2 separate regions of the Mus musculus genome follow, and region 2 is linked to region 1. Evidence: chromatin contacts called from public HiChIP or PLAC-seq data. All regions are on one chromosome and are shown on one strand. Each heading gives the region's core, a stretch centred on a gene start, on an enhancer-like site or on the middle of the called end of the contact. The rest is flanking DNA. Distances are from core to core; before and after follow the strand shown.

Region 1 (2,700 bases), core at 22-2,521:
TGTCTGGAGATTTCTGCTAGTAGGGGTGAACTGGACATTGTATACTGGGTGTTCCAGTAGTTGCTGGCATCCATAGTATATTTGCTTTTTCACATCTAAATCTGCTGGTCATGGTGGCAGTGAATGCGCTTGATCCCAGCCCTCAGGAGGCTGCGTGGGTCTCTGTAACTCTACATAGTGAATTCCAGGACAGCCAGGGCTATACAGTGAGACACTGTCTTGAAACAATACAAACAAAAAACAATAATAAAAATCTACAGCCGGGCGTGGTGGCACACGCCTTTAATCCCAGCACTCGGGAGGCAGAGGCAGGCGGATTTCTGAGTTCAAGGCCAGCCTGGTCTACAAAGTGAGTTCCAGGACAGCCAGGGCTACACAGAGAAACCCTGTCTCAAAACAAAACAAAACAAAACAAAACAAATAAACAAACAAAAAATCTGCAGCACATTTTTGTCAATTGATTAATCAATCAATCACTTTTTGTGGTTCTGGGGATCAACCCAGTTCCTTATACATGTTGGGCAAACACTCTTCCATTGAGCTCCATAGCTCGAGCCCTTAACTGCGTTTCTCTTGCAAGAGTGCCCCTTGGAGACTTAAGAGAGAGCTCAAAGTCCATTCTTGGAAGAGAAACTAATAGGACAGAATGTCATTCTGGAGAAGCTACCAGATAACAGGAGTGACCCTCTGGGACGCAGTGATAACAAGACAATGACTGCATTTGTGGAGCAGTAATGGCCCCCCAGGAGGCCAATCCCAGGGAGAAGCAGGTTTCTCAGAGGCTATAACATGTAGGTGTGTGGTTTCCCTAACTTGGCTGTTAAAGAAACGTGGCCTTCGTGTGCACTTCTGTGGTCTATGGACTTCTGCTTACGCCTTCGTTATTCACTGCACAGCTATTTATTGGCTGTTGATCAAGCGCTGGAGCTAGGCTAGCTGCACAGGTACATAGATGGTTAACAGTCTGCCCTTAAGGACAAAACTACAGGGAGTTAAATATTAACAAATCTAGTGGTGAGGAAAAAAAATTTAAAAAAAAAAGAGGAGAGGAAGTGGTGGTGGAAAAAAATAGAAGCTGGAAGCACGGGCTTCCATGAATGTTTTAAATGCCTCGAATCAAACAAACATAACAAAAACAAACAAACAAACAAAACAACGAGAGAAGAAAGAAAACAAGAGACAGGGGAAATTCCTTGAAGGGAATTTGACAGCTGAAGGAACAGCATTTTGAATTTGTCAGACTTTAGAGAAAGCGAAGGCCTTGCAGCAATCACTAGGGAGCAAAAGTGCACGGAGAACAGGCCAACCAGGAAAGAGCTGCCTGTAGCAGATGTACAGCTTGCTCTTTATGCGGGTCCCAAACAACTGGAGTGGGGGTGGGGTGGGGTGGGAGTGGGGGCTACCCCAGGAGCTGTTGCCTGTAACTGGTATATGTTCTTTTAGCGGGGCTGCCTTGTCTAGACTTAGAGTGGGAGAGAATGCACCTAGCCCTGCTGAGACTTGATGCCAGGGTAGGGGGATACCCAGGGGCCCCCACACACTCAGGAAACAGGAGGAAGGATGGAGGAGGGATTGTGGGAGGAGGGTGACCGGGAGGTGAGGCAGTGAGCAGGATGTAAAGTGAATAAGTAAAATAATAATAATAATAATAATAATAAAATTTTAAAAGTTTTTAGTTGCAATTACATACATCCACATTGAAAGCAACAGTACAGTAATATGTGACATTTAATATGCTTAAGGGCATGTCATAAAATTATGAAGAAGCCACACAAGATCACAGAGGCATCACCACTGTCAATATAGATTGATGCAATAAAGTAATTTAAAGAGTGACTTAGGATTAGAAATCAAGAACAGAATAGCATGCATGCCCTATTGCAACTAAGAATAAGTCAAGTTTCGGTCTTTAATGCTATAGCAGTTATCACGTAGGGTGTTATCCATGCATAAAGGACCTTTTCCTTTAGGGAGGTTTAAGCATTGGTCCCTGGACTTAGACTCAAGGTCATACACATGCCAGGCTAGTCACTACCACTGAACTATCTCCCCAACCCTCATTCCATATTTTTGAGACAGTCTCACTAAGTTGCCCAGGCTGGACTTGAATTTACTCCGAAGCCAAGGTAGATCCTGACCTAGTGATGTTCTTGCCTCCTGAGTCTCTGGGATGAGGCCTATACTACCAGACCAGTGTTATTTTTTCAATCCATGAACATGTAAGTATACAGTGGCTTCATCTTCAAAGCAGAAGTGAAGCCGGATGTTCATTATCCCCAATTTACACAGGAGAAAACTGGGGTGAATGGATAATTACTTAAAATCACATAGCTAGTCAAGGAAAGAGCTAGGATTTGAAATTTCTGTATTCATTATTCCTGTATTGAGTCGCTTCTTTAGGAGAAAAGACTCCAAAACTTCTGGTAGCATCAACATTTACATTGTAAAAAAGAAAGCATGTGGGGAACCACGTGTTCTGCAGTACAAAATGGTTAAACGCGTTATGATTTATTCGTTCCAGAAATAAAAGTTGTTCAGCCACAGTTAGGTTAAGGTTTCTTTCCCCTGGCTGCCAGAGTACGGGCCAGACATTTCTCAAGAGTTACCTGTCCTTTTGGGTCTTCTCCGTGTTTTTATGTATTTGGATCATTTATGAGTGTTGGTAGGTCTTGTCCCAAATGGACAGGTCTCTTGTTCTGC
Region 2 (2,700 bases), core at 145-2,644, 210 kb after region 1:
TGGTCTGTTTATGGTACACAAACAGAGCCATGTTCAGCTGCTCTTTCCAGTCTTTTCCACTGTTCTATTGCGTTTTATGTACCCCACAGGTGGGGCCATGAAAGGAAGATAAACACTTCTCAGCTGTTATCACTTTTACTGCTAAGTTTGTCATCGGATAGTTCACATCACCGAGTGAACCAAACACTTGAAATAGGCAGAATTTAAAAATTGATATTTACCCCATCGTCTCAGAAAGACTGAATAACCAAACCAGGAGTCACATCCTTCAAGAGGCCCTAATTCCTTCATTCCCACCCCCCCCCCTCTGTGTGTGTGTGTGTGTGTGTGTGTGTGTGTGTGAGAGAGAGAGAGAGAGAGAGAGAGAGAGAGAGAGAGAGAGAGAGAGAAAGAGCAAGAGGGAGAGTGTGTGTGAGAGAGAGTGTGTGTGTGAGAGATAGAGTGTGTGTGTGTGAGAGAGAGAGAGTGTGTGTGTGTGAGAGGGGGGGGGGAGATCTGAAAAGGCCAGAAAGGGGAATCAAGTCCCTGGAGCCAGAGTTATAGACAGAAGTTATAGAACATGGGAGCTGGAAACATAACTTACCTCTGGAAGAGCAGCAAGTACCCCACCCTCTCTCATTTCTCTTTAAATTTGATCTTAATAGATGACAATGACCTTGTGAGGATTCAAATGACTTTCAAATCTGAAAGTCGAAAAGGCTGAAAGGGCTTATTTGCAGCCCCTGTTTGCAAAATTGTCAATTCAGAAGTTAATATTTGCGGACAGTTATGAGAGGTAAGGAATATATCACCCTCTTCCATTCTTGTTTGAGATTACATTTTCAGTTTTTACTCTGTGCTTACTGTTTTTGGTGTTGGAGGCAAAACCTTGCCGGGATTTCAGGAGACAGTTCCCGTGCGAAGTGAATCGAGGGGCTGTTAAAAATGCTCACCCCGGACTTGCTCAAGATCAATTTGATCAGTTCTCCCCTTTATTCAAATGTGCAGCCAAGGCTGAGACCACAGGTCTGGACCTCAGACACCGCTGGGAATCTGAGCCAAAACAAGATGCCCAGAGGATGACTCAGCCGGTAACAGGAACTTGACTCACACCAGAAGTGAGAACTCAGCAGGTGGCCCAAAGGTTGTCTATAAGGTCTAGAGCAGAGGGAGGCTGCGGCTTGGGGCTGGAAGGATGGGACGGCGAGCCTACAGGGAAAGCTGAGTACAGAGGAAGCCACACCGGTCTGTTTTCAGAACCGAGCGTAAAGGCTGCTTTACCCTAGGGTGGAGAGAGTCCTCAAAGCTGATGCTTCAAGCAGCGTGGAGAAAAAGCGTTCCCAGAGCCAGCGAGGAAGTTGCAGGCATGAGAGAGGGCACCAGTAGGTGTCCCCGTTTGATTTGCGGGACCTAAGAAGGATCAGAGCAGCAGCGGGAGCCACGGGAACCATGCGGGGTTACGCTGAAGGTCTAGGACAGGCAGGGCAATCTGGCTCCTGCCAGTTTTGGTGACAGGTGTAGCTTGGGAAGCCCCCATGCTGGATTCCTGAACCTCAGCAGCTCTCCACAAAGTGCTACTGTGTTAGTCCAACACAAACTGTTCACCGTTAAAGAACTCTGAAGGACCTTCATTCTCACCCTCCTTCCTTCCTCTCCCCACTCCCCAGCTTTTATTTTTCCGGAGAGATTTTCGTGTTACCCAGGCTGGCTTCAAGCTCACTGTGTAGCTGAGAGTGACCTTGAGCGTCCAATCCTCTAATCTTCCCCCCACTGAATGCTGGGATTATAGATACTCACTGCTCTGACCAGTTTTATGCTTCACTCACTGGTGATTGAATCCCGGGGCTTCAAGAGAGCTACTACGCAAGCGCTGTTCTAACGGAGCTACATGGGATAAGAGACGCTGTACTTATTTAATGGAAAACATGGAAAATCAGAAATGTTAAGACCTTCCTAAGGTCAGCCAGACACAAACCAACAGAAATGCAGTCAAGATCTCGAGTGCGTGATTTGGAAGCTGTGCCGTTTCCTGTATGAATCTAACCGTGTATGTTACATAGCGGCCTGTGCTCGGCCCTGCATAAGTCAGCTGAGGGAAATGACCTGGATTCAAGATTGCCTCAAATGTGCTAGCCATTTCCTTCCCCCACCTCAGCCACCATCAGAGTTCCATGTATATGTGAAGAACAGGTGCACATGTGAGTGACTAGGATCGAGGAAATCAGAGATCAAGATCGGCATCTTTTTCTAGTGACACCCCACAGATTTCACCTTCCAGGGACCCCTGAAACTGCGTGTAGAACCCAACAGGCTGTCATTAGGGTGGCTCTGTACAATACACCAAAGCTAGTTCTCCTTGGGCCAATCCTCCAACTTCAAAGCCTTTGAGGACCTTGGAAGTCTCATTTGCCCATAAGAAAACTACCTGGCAAGGATTTTCTTGAGGTTACAGGAGTGGCTGAGCAGGGCTCTGAGTTAAAAATGTTGGAAACTAGAAACTTGCTTTATGACAAGAAAAACAACCCCCCCCCAAAAAAAAAACCCCAAAACCACGCTTCAGGAGAAATGAGCCTTCCTGTGCCTTCTCAGGAGACGTGTTCTGAGAAGGTGGGAAACTGATCTCTGGAAGCTGTGGACTCAGGCTGGGTAACAGAGGCAGAAAGACTCCAGGGGGATGGAGGGTTGGAATGACTCTTGGGGACACTAGATAGCCACAGGGAG

The links. HiChIP or PLAC-seq counts read pairs in DNA pulled down with a chosen protein or histone mark.
Region 2: a contact with region 1 is called in a FOXA1 HiChIP or PLAC-seq map of pancreatic cancer cells. The contact joins two enhancer-like sites. A contact is called at or near these places in 4 of 484 Hi-C or Micro-C datasets (embryonic stem cells, frontal cortex, nephron progenitors and 1 more), 4 of 115 datasets of contacts at active chromatin or transcription factors (embryonic stem cells, memory CD8 T cells, pancreatic cancer cells and 1 more) and 1 of 9 other capture datasets (embryonic stem cells).

Annotation. Positions count from the first base shown.
Region 1 is chr13:98,941,275-98,943,974 of GRCm38.p6, forward strand. The region is part of intron 1 of Gm35215 (a long non-coding RNA gene); the gene reads right to left. Among named protein-coding and RNA genes, the nearest start is that of Gm35215, 3.3 kb to the right of the region's middle. Within about 2 kb of position 1,272, at least 40 of the 459 cell types and tissues checked have an H3K27ac peak or open chromatin away from gene starts, as enhancers often do. A contact at or near this core is called in pancreatic cancer cells, where this site is marked.
Region 2 is chr13:99,151,372-99,154,071 of GRCm38.p6, forward strand. No RefSeq gene overlaps it. Among named protein-coding and RNA genes, the nearest start is that of Gm41036, 24 kb to the right of the region's middle. Within about 2 kb of position 1,395, at least 97 of the 459 cell types and tissues checked have an H3K27ac peak or open chromatin away from gene starts, as enhancers often do. A contact at or near this core is called in pancreatic cancer cells, where this site is marked.